3 separate regions of the Mus musculus genome follow, and all the other regions are linked to region 3. Evidence: chromatin contacts called from public HiChIP or PLAC-seq and promoter capture Hi-C data. All regions are on one chromosome and are shown on one strand. The core of a region is the stretch at or near the end of the contact, and the rest is flanking DNA. Distances in the headings are between cores, read along the strand shown.

Region 1 (4,665 bases), core at 102-2,601, 360 kb after region 3:
TGGCTCTTTTGCTGCAGTCCAGCTGACCTGTGGCTAAATCTCCAGTAGAAAGGAAGGAAGTGAAGAGAGTGGGGAAAGAGAAGGGAGAAAAGAAAGAGAAGAAAAAGAAGAAAAAGACCACTCATTAATTTGAAACACAGATGGGCAAAGAGAAGCAGTGGCCATATCTGGACGATGATGTACCATTGTGCCCTCCCAGAACCAGGGTCTCACCTAGGCTTCCTATAGGTTCAGCCTGGTTCTGGAAGTTGTTTTGACTTCTACATGAAGATGGGAAGAACTCAAGTATTCCGGGCATCCAGTTCTGGAAACAAAACTTGACCCTGACTATTAAATACATCCAGAGAGGAGGTACCAGCCCTGGTCCCCTTTTCTGCCTGCTGTCCCAGATGTGGCCCGCCTAGGCCTAGGCATCTTTTCCGAGGCTGTACATAAGGCCTATTACTGCAGCCTCAGCTGCCCGAGCAGCACAAGATCAGCTCTGGAGTTGCTTGGCAGTCCTGGAGCCTACACACTACTCCACCCACCTCCTGTGTGAGACCCTCTCCACTATCTCAAAAAAATCACTCTGCATGTGACAGCACCCTGGAGCCATCTATGAAAGGGAGGCCCCTCCCTAAACTCCATCTTCTCGCCAGTAGGTTGGCATACTGCCTGGGGCTTTTGGTGTCAGCTAGCACAGGGCCTCTGGGATCTAGCATGGTGGATGAGAGAGCATGAACACACATTCAGGTCCAGACCTGCTTCTGGGTGAAACCCCTTCCCTCTCAGCCTAGTTGGATCTCTGAGGAAAGAGAGGCATCCCCCACCTTGTGGGTTAGGTCACAGTGATGCCACATAGTCAATGCTAAGTACAGGACTCTATTTTATCCTGATTTCCATCCGTTCTATGGTTTACCCACAGTCAACCTTGGTCTGAATACTACACAGAACACTCTGGTAATAAATGACCCACAGGCTTACACTGTACATACATCCTTCCAAGTGTCCACAATGTATATGCTACTCAGCCAGTAGCCACAGTGAAGTTAATTGGCTTGTCAGATCTGCTGTCGTGGTAGGGCAGGGCTCTAGCTGAGTAACCCTCAAATACTTCACAATGGCCCCAGGTGGAAGCAGTGAGCTGCAGACAGGAACATGGAGGGCACATGGATGCTGCAGGCCAGAAGGAAGGTGCTTGCAACACAATGCTTGCATTTGCCCCCTTGGGGTGTTAGGTGTCTCTTTTTGGATAAAGAGGACTAGGCAGTTGTTTGTTCCCCCAGTGACAACCTGCTGGGCTATACACAGCTCTGCTCCCTGCAGTCTACCACCACGTGGTGGAGCTATTGAGTTCTGTCCCACCTCCACCAAACCGGTCTCTAAATTTAGCGCACCTCCTTCCCACAAAGAATGAAACCAGGGTGCTGAGACAGGGGCTTACCAGGCCTGCTTCTGAGCCTGCTCTGGCCCCGTCCCCTTGTTTGTTTTGGTTCCTGGTCAAGAATGCTGGTCCAGGCCTGGGAGGCTAACCTTCTGACTCTGGAGGGAAAGTCACACTTTTGCTCAACTCCCAGGAGCAGTCTCGAATTCCAGGGGAGGCGTGGGAAAGGCCAGGCCTTCCCCAGCAAAGGCAGTGGAGCTGCCTGAAACCCAGTCATTGCTTCCAGCCTCTGCACTGCTCCCAGGGACAGCCAGCCCACTTCAGGGGGATGGAAATGAGCCGAGGGGAAGGTCTCATGAGCCAGCACAGGATAGACGTCAGAAGTTGCTAAAAGGGAATCCTTCAGACACTCCCCCTGCTCCCTCTCAGACTCCTCCTTCTCTGTGCCAATCTCACCTCCACACAGGCCCCCTTTGGCTGTGCCCTGAAAAATAGAGACACCTTTTCACAGGGGCATTGCTTTAGCTACTGTGGCGGTGATACAGAGGCCGAGGCTTAGGTGAGCCTCTTCTAAGGTTTCAGAAAAGCCAGGCACTAGAGGCAGGCAGCTTTTGGCCAGCAGGGATACTGTCCTGAGTCCCACCAGCAGAAAGGGGCTGCCCGGCCAAGGAGCAGACAGGTCAGCAGGTGGGTGCACCACTGGGTCTGGGGCAACAGTCCAATTTGGCATTCTCCTGCCTCATCAGGCTCTTCCCCAAGATGTCCTCAGAAGCCATTCCCTGACGGCTCTTAAGCAGGTTTCCTCCCTGAATTGACACAAGGGCCCCTGCTCAGGGACAGCCCACACTTAGGCCTCTGGAAAGCCATAAAGCTGAAGTTGGAAGGGGTTTCAGCTTTTTGAAGAGAGGCAACTGTGGCTTTTTGGAAGATGAAACATCATCTCCCTCTAGTGGACATGATGAAATGTGGCGCCCCTCCAACTCACATAGGCAGCTGGCTCTCTGATCAAATCCAGATCAACACTTCCACCCCACCCAGCACCCTCCAGGTGTCACCCTCCAGGTGACACCCAGCAATCAGGAAAGTGAAAACCCAGTAGTTGGCTTTGCAGGTTGGTGTTTTCAGGATGTGGGGATATCAGGGTGACTTGGAGGCTGTTTTTGGATGGCCTGGCACGGTGGTGGGAGCCTACTGGAGAAGCTCAGACCCCGATAGGATCCCAGGATTACCACACCCTGAAGGACCAGGAGGTGGGTCATGCACCTGGTCCTTGCCTCAGGTCACTGGTCTCAGGCTCACTTTAATTCACCCAGCCTACCTATGCCAGGAACCTTAAAGAGAGGCAATGGGAACACAGACATAAGACAGCATATTAGGAGTGCTAAATGTATAGCTTTAGCGACTGGAATATGAATATCCCAGAACTTGAGGAATTTGTGACCCAGTGATTCAGAGGCATGGTCTAGTGTGTGGCAAGTTTCTGCTGGGTCACAAAGCCAGTTACTTTTCAGGATGATAACTGATAACATGCGTGGCTACCTCTGCACACTAGCTAACAACAAGCAGCAATAGTGCCAGCCTGCCCTCTCAGGGACACAGTGGCCCTCGGGCAGATAGGCCATACTGAAGTGGAGACTTCTGGTTTCTTTGGAAAGTCAGTTGTGTCAGATAGTGTTTTGCTGGGGCAGATGCCTGAAGGAGTGTTTCCCTGAAGAGGACACAGGTGAAAGGATGTCTCACTTAGGCAGACTTGTGAAGGAACATTTCACTGGGACACATGCTGTTTAGAAGGATCCAACCGACAGTGGATGGTGTTGAGTGGGAATGGTGTGCCTTACCATTGCTCATCATTTGTCAGGACCCGATAGAGAGAAACACACCAAAAAACTTCTGGTGGTGCACTGGTGGCTTCTTGCTGCTTCCGTGGACTCAGGCAGGTTGTCAGAGTGATGTCAATTGATAACAAACTCACATGGAGTTTTGCTAAGAGAGACTCATGTGCTGAGGCAAGACACATATCCAGGCAAGACCCATAGAGGACACATGACATTTGGAGGGAGTATAAATAGGACCCAATGGACAGTGACGGGGCTTGCCTGTAGAGCTAGCTGTGCAATGCTTCTTGGTCTCTCGTCTTCAATGGCATATCGTCGGTTCACTGAGAGAGGCACAGCCAAGAACTCCTGACATCCCTGGTGGTCCTGTTTCTCCTGCTGACTCGTGCCTAGTCTGCTGAGGCCTGGCTGTCTCTGCTAGGTTGAGCCACCGCTGCTGCTATCCTGACACTACTGAACTGGACTGCTGGTGGATCCGTGAAGTGTTTGCAAGTGGATCGAGCTGCCTCTACTGACCTATGAACTGAACTGCTGATTTCCTGACAATGCAGATGAGATTTGCTCCAAAGAACATTTTCTAAGCAGGTCCACTTCCCCCGTATCCTAGTAACCTTTCTTTTCTACTACCTCTGGTGGATGGTGGGCTAGAAGGGAGGTTAAAGCATTTAAGAACCATCATTAAATTACATTTTGAAAAATGAAAGCTTACACCATATCCTCCAAACATTAGGCCAAAAGCCTCTCTCTCCAACACCACAGTGACGGGTCTGAGACTCACTCACAGGGCTTGCTTGGGAATGACATGAATGTCCCAGACACACCAAGCAAGAAAAAAGTCACGAAAGCATCTGTGTGATATGATGTCATTAGAATAAATATTATACCAATTTAAAACCAAAATAAAATAGATAAACAGATGTGGGGCAATGGGCTATGCACAGACAGGCTAGTCTCCAGTCAAGCCGAGGTTGTGAACCCCGGTAGAACCTGGTGGTGATAATTCACCTACATGAGGTGTTCCCTCATGTCTCCTGGACCCCTGGCTCCTGTCGAAGTTACTGCCCCACAGCCCCCACAGGAGAAGCTGTGGCTAGTAGTCACATAGACAATGTCCCAAGCTTCTGACCTTCAGGCTAGACTCCTCCCAGTTACCTAGCAACAGTAAAGATAACAGCCCACCATAAGAGGGACTGCTTGGCCCCATCTCACTCTCTTACTCCCCTTACTCTCCTCTCTCTCCTCATCCTTTCTCTCTCTCTCACCTCTTACTCTCTCTCCTCGCTCTCTTAAGCTTTTTACTTTCCTTATTCTCACTCTCTTACTCTCTCTCTTACTCTCTCTCTCTTACTCTAGCCTTTCTTCTCTCTCTCCTTTTCCCCCTTCTCTCCTCTTGGCCATGGCTGGTCTCTCTCTTCCTTTTACCTTTTCTCTTTCTCCCTGCCTTTCTACAATAAAGCTCTAAAACCA
Region 2 (4,167 bases), core at 930-3,429, 320 kb after region 3:
CTTCCTCCTCTTTCTTTCCCTTTTGCCTCCCTCCTTCTTTTCTGTCTTCTGCCCATCAGAGCCAGGCTTCTCTGCAGATGTTTTATTCAGTATGCACTGAGTGGGCCAGCACTATGTGGGGAGGCAGGGCTGAGTGAGCCCCCTTAGAGTGGAAAGGACAGGAAGGCAGCAGCTGCAGCAAGGGTGTAGCTGAAGGACAGGACAAGATGCCGGGGGACCTCAGTGATGGAGCAATTACCATACATACTCAAATAAGAGACAGTCTAGAATCTACCTGGACTGTAGATAGAAGGACAACCTCCGTCCTTCCCAAGAGCCCATGCGTGTCAAGCTAGAGTCCAAAAAAAGACAAGAGGGGAAGAGAGAGAGGCAGGCAGATGCTCATTTATAAGGTTAATTTATTATCTTACAGGCGCAGGCTTATCACCTCCACCACAATGAATTATCACTGTCACACAGGGTGATATCAGCTCCATTTAAAGCAATGTTGAAGATAACATTGCTTTAAGCTCATGTTATTTAACACACTAATTTAGAGCTCTGGACCTTCAAGAAGTTCCCTGGTCCTGATTTTTTTTTTTTTCCTGTGTGGTCTGCTGTTGTTGCCACTGACGTGGAAGACATAGCATTTCCCCACAGCACATCCACATGGGGACCGAGAGGCTCAACCTCAGCCTTTCAAATCTACATGTCCTCCCCACCCCGAGACACACACCAGAACAGTTGGGGTGCGGTGGGTTCAGTGGCTGCAGCGAACATCTGGGGAGGTGACTGAAACACAGCCACTTGCTGGAGTGCTCTGAAAGTGGCTTTTTAACAGCAGCTTCCCCACCCTGCCGCCACAAAGTCCTGTTGCCCTGAGCCATTTTATCTAAGTGAAATTCCTCAACTCCTTTTATAGCAATGGCGACCTCTCTAAGGACCCCAGGGTCATACAGAGTGAAGGCCTACCCAGCTAAAGTACCTTTGCCCACCAGAGTTTGGGGTGAAATTTTAAATAACTGAGAGCACTTGTAATTGAGAATTAGAAACTCAGTACAGAATAGGTCTGGCCATGGCTTCCTGGGGAACAACAGAGGAGAGTCTGAGGACAACGAGAAACCAAGGCAGGAGGCGGTCCTCTGAGCACCTCTTTTTACTCCGTTTCAGAGGGAGCTTGCCCTCAGCCACTGGGAGATAGGTTTGGACATCTCGTCTACCCACTGACCCTCGGTTTACCCTGTCTGTGCTGTGGAGGTAATAACCCTGCTTCCTAAACTGACGAGAGTACTGAGTATGGGAGTCTGAAAGTAATGGTTAGGGACTGGGTCTCCTCACAGAGTCATTACACCTCCCCCACCTTGGTGTGTTAGTCTGTGAATTGGACTAGGGGTGGCATGGGCTAGCTGGCCTTTTATAGAAGAGTAGCCAAGGCTGGAAGGTTCTGAGAAAAGATTTATGCGGTGGGAGTGGATGCACCTCCCCCTCTCAGCCCCCTCCCCCCCCCCAACGCCGCCGCCTCGTACCTCCTGGCAACACTACCCACCTCACATGCCACCTCGTTCTCTCAAAAACCCTCAGCCGGCCCTATCTGACACTTCAATGTTATTGTTGGTTTTGACCACTATGTGATCTTGATTGCTAATTTTCTCTTCCTTGAGAGCAGGGACTGCGTCTGGGGCTCAGCAGAGGGCCTGGTACATAGGGTGTGGGCAGTACTTTAATGAAGAAGGCACAGTGAGCTCAAGTCTGGGTCCCGCCCCCCCCCCTAAACAACCACTACATACTGAAGTCTCTCCTCCTAGGTATGCGGCCTAGGGGATGGAGAAGTTCCCCATCCCTACCCCCCACCCCCATCTCACCCTGGATGGACTGTCATGGAGCCCTTGACACTGTCTGGCGTGACCTGCATGTGTGCGCGTCGTCCCTGAGTCGAGGCACCACCCAAAGTGGCCGAATGCCTGGACAAGGACTCGGCACCCGGCGACCCATCCCGATTGGCAAAAAGAGCAAGGTCGGTGCGCGCGGGAACGACGAGGGCAGGAGGCCAGCCCCGCCTCTCCAGCGCGCTACCGGTGCAAACTTTCAAAAGACGCGGCGGCGGCCCCAGCCCCGCCCAAGCACGGTTGGTGGCGGGCGCGGGGGCGGGGCGGGCGCGCCCGGGCCGGTGGCTCCGCCTCCTCCCGCCGCCGCCCGCGCCGCCCATCTGCCGCCCGCCGGTCGCCGGTGCAGCGGCAATGCCCCGCAGCCCGGCCGCGGCCCCCGGCCCGCCCAGCTAGCCCCGCGCCGCGAGTCTCGGAGTAGCGATGGGCAACACGGTGCACCGGACCCTGCCAGGTACGCCCGGAGCCGCGCCCCGAAGTGGCGCGGAGCGCCTGGTCCTCCCCGGGTCGTCGCAGCCGCGGAGCCCGGGTGCAAGCCAGAGCCTGGTTGCCGGAGCCCGAGCCCCGGAGCCGCACCCCTGCAGGGATGTGCGGACCCCTCCTGGTTTTCCTGGCCTTGGCCGTGCGCCCCACGCCTTTGTTCCAGCCGGAGGTCGCTAATGAGCGAGCCGGAGGGAGGTATCGGGGCTTCCCCCGGCCGGAACCCTTCAGGGGGGTTGCAGGGCGCGGGTGTCCCGGGTCTCCGCGTACAGTCCACAGGCGCCCCCGGCACACGTGCTAGTTCTTGGCGGCGTTCCCACGCGCGCCCGGCTGCGCCCCGTTCGGGTGTCCGTTCTGTTGGGGGCCCTCCCAGCCCCATCTGAGCCATTGCTGTGGGGCGCATCGCCCCCTAGTTAAAAGCGCCCTAGAATTTCCTAGACCCGAGAAAGGCGGTGGGCGAGGGGCGTGGGGCGGGCGTGCGGAGGCCGGGGGACGCCACGCCTCGCTGAAAATACCTAGTGATGGTGGAACATGTCAGCGCGCCGAGGCTGTCACTGCCTGTCTGCAAAGAATCGTCCTCCTAAGAAAAGACACCCCGATTTTACACAAGAAGTTTAACCTCAGTACAGGAGAAATGACCCGGTGACAGGCAGTGGTGGGAGACTGCATGGGCCCTGTCAGCCTGTCTGCCCCGCCCCTCACCCCCACTGTGTCCCAAGTCTTCAGAAGTGTTTGGGCATAAAACTGGGCATTCGGCATTCGCAGCATCCTTAAGCAGAGGCTCTCTCTCTCTCTCTCTCTCTCTCTCTCTCTCTCTCTCTCTCTCTCTCTCTCTGTGTGTGTGTGTGTGTGTGTGTGTGTGTGTGTTGGGGGAGGGTAGTTCAGAGAAGAAGCAAGTTGGCTGTAGGTCAGATTTAGCACAGCCCAGCTGACACCCCATCTCTGTTCTGACACCCCCACAGCCCTTCCTCCGGCAGTTATCCTAATAGAGTTGTCTCTTCCCCTGGAAGGGATTGGACCAACCTGAGACCTAAGGACCACTGGGGAGACAGACAGCCCCTTCTACTAACAAGCCCCTGGGTGGCTTTTACTGGATCATTCCTAAGGTCAGCCAGGTGGAGTCACAGGCTGGTCAGCTTCAGAGGTGGCTTTGGAACCTGGGTCTGTACTAGACAGAGTGATAACCGCTTCTTGCTAGGCTGAAGAGACCCAGCCACCGATCTGGAGGGACCTGAGGTCACATCAGAGATGGCAGTCACAGAAGCCCATGACGGAGACACAGTACATACTCAACTAGAATTCCTGTGCTATTCTGGTTGGTTTTTTAAAAAGCCATTCTGCCACCTGTGGGTCACACTTGGAGCAAGGCAAGGGACAGGCTGTCTCACCAGGTGCTCACACATTGCTGGGGTGCCCATTCCCCTGGAGTCTGATGCTGTGGGTGGAGCACTCTAGGCTGGGGGCTCAGAGTCAAGGCAGGTCACCTCATGCTGTGTGGGAACCTCCTACCCTCAGTGAGGAGGCACATCAGATAACAGGTGCCCAAAATGTAAAGACTTATATATTGTTTTTAGATCCACCTGCCATTGGCTTCTGGCATCTTTACATCCTCTCACACCTGGACTGTTCTTTCTTGTCTCACCACCAGGTTCTCTGGTCACCTTTTCCAGGGACCTTACACTCTCTGCCCTAATGGGGACACCTTCATAAGGCTTCGTGTTTGTATGACTGTGCTGCACCATCACTGTGTCTTCTTGTGACTCTCTAGGGGTTCTGTGAGGACAGACTCCATGCCTTGATTGTCTCATTCCCTGGTTTGCCCGGC
Region 3 (4,642 bases), core at 825-3,324:
TAGGCCTGAGAAGAAAAGATGAGGGACAAACCCTGGGGGGCTCCCAGCAAGCACTACTCCAGAAGGAACTCCCCCAAGTTTCTTAGTTTCTTGGCCTGACCGGCAGCAGGCACAACTGTGTAAGTCTAGACAGACTTCTGGATGCCATGGCTGCCCACTCCTAGGTGTCTGTGGTGTGTCTCTGGCTTGGGGTACCCTGCCTCAGATACCATGTACATGGCAGAGAGGGTGTAGTGGGATACTGGTGTCAATCCCATATCTGTGCAGGGCCCTGCTGGGACACTGGAGTGAAGAACAGGAGCCCATTTTGAGAGGGGGAGCCACCCGGTGACAACAGTGTCTATGACCTGCTCCACAGGTTTTCATAGAAGCTACACCAGCTTATTTAATCTTCCCGACTCTGAATAGACAGGGCTTTGTTCTACTAGAAGAAACTTCATAAAGCCACCAGCTCTGAATAATAATCTACTACTTGGAGCCTCAGTCGATTCTTGTGGGACTCACGTCCAGTTGTGAAAAGCTGAGTGCTGGGGAAGACTGGAGAAGGGTTCTTCTACCTCCACCTCCACAATTCTGAGCCTCCACCAGCTTTGGTATCGAGCTGCTAATCCTCTCAATGAGGTCACAAAACCTGTGTCCAAGGGACACTCTTCTCCCACATCAGCAGCACCCCGTCAACGTACGAGGCTGTGAGGCTAGTCACACACAGTCTCAACTAATTCTAGGAGACCACAAAGGTCCTGACCTCTCCCCAAGACAGCATTCAACCACTCCCCCAAATCCACCAAGATCCAGACAAAGGGACGTAAGGTGGCAGGAAGGGTTCCGGTAGTGTGTACCTCATGAAAATCTCTGCGATCCGGAAGCCAATCCCAGAACCACCACCTGTGATAAAGGCCACTTTGTCCCTTCAAAAACAAGAAAATGTAGTCATTTTTAAATATTTATTTGTTTTACCAGTATGAGTGTTTTGCCTGTGTGCCTACAGAGAGTTGAGTCCTCGTGTGGATGCTGGGAACCAATGCTGGGTCTCCTGCAAGAACAGTAAGTGCTCTGAACTTATTCAGCCATCTCTCTAGTCCCTAAACTCTTCTTTGAAAACCATGTTTTAGCTTGATGGGGGATGCATGCCTGTAATTCCAGCCTGTGAGAAGTGGAGACAGGGGGACCAAGAATTAAAAGCCAGCCTGGTCTACAGAGAGAGTTCTAGGACAGCCAGGGCTTCACAGAGAAACCTCATCTCGAAGAGCTTTAGATAGATAGATCTCTGTTAACTCAAGCTCAAATAGATAAGCGGCCCGTGGAGAACTTTCACTCCATGAACTTCTACCCAGTTTCGCTATGAAGGAAAACATGCTCCTGCTAAACAGGTACTCAATGAATTTGCAAGACATAAATCCCCAGCCATAAAACTGCAATCTTTAAAGTCGGTTATTTTTAGGCTCCCTAGAAGTTCGGAGGTGAAGGAGTTTATTTAGCCTAAAATTTTCTGCGTAGTAAGTTACCAAGAGAGACTTGTTTTCAAAAGTGAGCAAGCGCCGGGCGTGGTGTCGCACGCCTTTAATTCCAGCACTCGGGAGGCAGAGGCAGGCGGATTTCTGAGTTCGAGGCTAGCCTGGTCTACAAAGTGACTTCCAGGACAGCCAAGGCTATACAGAGAAACCCTGTCTCTAAAACAAAACAAAACAAAGTGAGCAGCTTCCACCCTCAGTCCCTCATCCCATTCTTCCAGAACCCCAAGAAACTTCAGGTCTACGATTGCCCAGGAACGGAGTACTGAGCATCTGTCCTCTGTGATGTCACATCCAGTGGCAGATTCGTTAAACCCTGTGCCCCAAGTCTGGATCGCCCCCTGGTTCCCTGCTTTAGCTCACTGGAGAAGATCCGGGCAGAAGAGATGGTGGTATTCAGGAAGACAGTCATCCCCCTCAACGTCGGGCGGCGGCTGGGCCATGATTGCTGCGTGTCCGGGATGGCAAGGACAGTGGAACCAGGAACCAGATCTACCTTTCCAACGCAAAACGCAGCGTTCTGCAGGTTGCTCGCTCCGCCCAGAAAGATCCAGGACCAAAGTTCTGCCCCCACATCAAGCCGCCCATCAGACGGGGGTGGGACAGGGGCGCCCCACCCCAAAAAGGTGCCTGGGCCCTTCAAGCCTTCCTATCACAGACCCTCCCGCAACTCCCAGCCTCCAGCCCTTCCCACTCGACCAGGCGGACACCCCGCCCTCGGTGGCGCGCAGCCTGCTGGGACTGAGAATGGGAGGAGGCACTGATACAGAGGCCCAGAGACGCTCCAGCCAGTTAAATGCCCGGTTCCTTTCCCAGTTGGTGTCTGTGCAGCCACTTAGTCCATATACCCAAGCTGGCCGGGCTGCGTGCTATCAGCTGTGGAAGTCGGAACTCCAGATGAACACCGCTCTTGGACACTACCTCCCAGTGCAGAGAATCTGGAGCTTGCAAACCCAATAGCTCCCTCTCGTGGCTAACCCGGGTGGAAAGTCCAGAGTGAACCTCTTGCTGGCTGGCAAGAATCACTGCACTGAAACTCAGAGAACCAAGAACTGGGTTCCATTGTCTAGATGTCAAAGAGTGAAATGACTTATCAAATTAGCCACAGAAGCTGTCATGATGTACCTGCAACTGAATCAGTGACTCTGGGATCCGGGGTGAGATGTGACTTACATGTGTCAATGTGAACATAAATGGACATCAGGCCGTGGTGGTCATCATGGACAGCATCAGGTCGGGAGTGGAGGATACTCTTTTGTGCCTGGGTTGCATTGAGGGAGAGATGAGAGTAGCCCTTGGAGTGTTAGGCTCTGCTGTTCCAACTTCAGGAGACCTGATACACAATACCCACAAAGACTGGTGTGTACTCCTACTGAAGGCTCGCTCACTGGGCCTTGAAGAAGCCTCAGGTCCGGTCTATTCTTTACTGCCATCCTCAGACAAATCAGATGGGCAGGAGCTATACCAGCGCCCGCAAAAGAACCCCAATTGGATTCTCAATTTCATGGGCCCTGGATTCTTGCTTGGTTCTTGCATTTACCCAAAGTCGAGGGATCCTTCCTTTCTTTACTCAAAGCTCTAAGCTTCAGGCCTAATGTTTTATACCATGCATAAAAACACTCATTAAAGTGCTTGAGTAAAGCAATTTCCTCCACATTTGTCATGACTATGGGACATCATGGTGCATCATTGCTCTGGTGACCTATAGCTTGGCCCTGTAGTCGTGCCAATGAAATAAGTAGAATACGGTGGTAGCTGGGACTAGGGGAGTAGTAATCCAGGATCGGCATTATACACTGGCCTTAACTCCTCACCTAGGACTTTCTACTCCCCTGTAGGAGGTAGGTAAACTGAAAGCAGGATCCCATCAGGCTTGCTGTCACTGCCCATGCTGGGGGCAGGGGGACCTTTCAGTGACTCGGCTGTCCTGAGGTCACCCATGTTTCTGTGGCCAATCTCTCATCCACGGTCCCATAAGCCAGTCCAACGAACTCATGGGTTCACCAACTGGAAATGGTTGGAATTGTTACTCTAGTCTGTTATTGGTGCCCTAGAGGGGGTGAACAAGCATTTGTTCATATCTCCCAGGAAAGGTCACACAGTGCTGAGATAGCAGAACTAGTAAGTAGACCATTTCCATTTTAAGCATAAAATTTTAATGTCTCTCCTTTGAGGCAGGTGAAGTCACCTTTGACAATGCCCCAAAGGTTGTCTGGCACTTTTGTACACAAGGACATGGTCCAATATTGTATTGACTTAGGATACAAAAAGGCACATAGAGTTGAGGCTTAGACTCCCCTGGGCTGGAGTTGGGTAGAGCGGGAGTAGGGAGTGGTTTGGGGACATGGGAAGCATGGGGGCTTGACTTCTTGTTGACAGAGGTAGTAGGTCATGGGTAGACCTGAAGTGCAGAAGGCAGTGCAAGCCCTCAGGCAGGGTAGCAGCTGCTGTGGTGACCACCATCTGCCCAGTTCAACAGTTCGCTGCTCTGAAACCACAGCTCGATCTCCCTCTGGGCCCCATCCACAGAATCGCTAGCATGGATGACGTTCCTGTGAGAGGTGGAAAAGGTGGAGTCTGTGGTTGAGTCCAGTTTAAGTCTGGATTGGGACCCCAGGGCTATCTTGCCTCTAACCTGCTGCCCTCTGTCAGGGAACAAGGTGACCGTAGAGAAGAGAAGGAGATTTTGGAGTTGGTTATGGTGCTACAAGCCTATAACAAGGGCACTGAAGAAGCTGAGATTGCAGGACTGCCTTGAATCGTGGCCAGTCTGGATTAGAGAGGGAGACCCTGTCTCAGAATAGAAGACGGGGGCTGGAGAGATGGCATGGCAGTTGGAGCACATCCTCTCTTGCAGAGACCCAGACCTTGGTTCCCAGCACCCAAATACAGTGGCTCACAACTACCTGTAACTCTGGCTCCAGGCATCTAGCACCCTCTTCTGGCTTCTGCAGGCACTACAGGCATATGCACACACAAAGATAAAATAAAATATAAATAAATAAATAAATAAATAAATAAATAAATAAATAAATAAATAAGGGAGACGAGAGCCAGAGATGAAGCTCAGTTGGTAGAGTGCTTGCTTGCCTGGCATGCACAAACCCCTGATTTTGATCCCCAGCACTCGG

Evidence for each region. Promoter capture Hi-C pulls out the DNA fragments that hold promoters and counts their contacts. HiChIP or PLAC-seq counts read pairs in DNA pulled down with a chosen protein or histone mark.
Region 1: a contact with region 3 is called in an HNF4G HiChIP or PLAC-seq map of pancreatic cancer cells. The contact joins the enhancer-like site here to the promoter of Decr2 in region 3. A contact is called at or near these places in 5 of 39 promoter capture datasets (the 3T3-L1 cell line, the SN4741 cell line, hippocampal neurons and 1 more), 1 of 484 Hi-C or Micro-C datasets (the MNK3 cell line) and 1 of 115 datasets of contacts at active chromatin or transcription factors (pancreatic cancer cells).
Region 2: a contact with region 3 is called in a promoter capture Hi-C map of pre-B cells, with 3 times the contacts expected there. The contact joins the promoter of Neurl1b here to the promoter of Decr2 in region 3. A contact is called at or near these places in 2 of 39 promoter capture datasets (liver and pre-B cells), 1 of 484 Hi-C or Micro-C datasets (the G1E-ER4 cell line), 1 of 115 datasets of contacts at active chromatin or transcription factors (pancreatic cancer cells) and 2 of 9 other capture datasets (adipose tissue and pancreatic islet).

What each region holds. Positions count from the first base shown.
Region 1 is chr17:26,450,485-26,455,149 of GRCm38.p6, forward strand. No RefSeq gene overlaps it. Among named protein-coding and RNA genes, the nearest start is that of Neurl1b, 38 kb to the left of the region's middle. Within about 2 kb of position 1,352, at least 57 of the 459 cell types and tissues checked have an H3K27ac peak or open chromatin away from gene starts, as enhancers often do. A contact at or near this core is called in pancreatic cancer cells, where this site is marked.
Region 2 is chr17:26,412,680-26,416,846 of GRCm38.p6, forward strand. It overlaps Neurl1b (neuralized E3 ubiquitin protein ligase 1B), which reads left to right and starts at 2,180. Exons shown (of 5, transcript NM_001081656.3): 1 at 2,180-2,316. The coding sequence starts at 2,286.
Region 3 is chr17:26,088,090-26,092,731 of GRCm38.p6, forward strand. Decr2 (2-4-dienoyl-Coenzyme A reductase 2, peroxisomal) reads right to left here and starts at 2,075. Exons shown (of 9, transcript NM_011933.2): 1 at 1,875-2,075; 2 at 840-908. The coding sequence starts at 1,954. It overlaps Nme4 (NME/NM23 nucleoside diphosphate kinase 4), which reads right to left. Exons shown (of 5, transcript NM_019731.1): 5 at 3,656-4,063. The coding sequence ends at 3,940.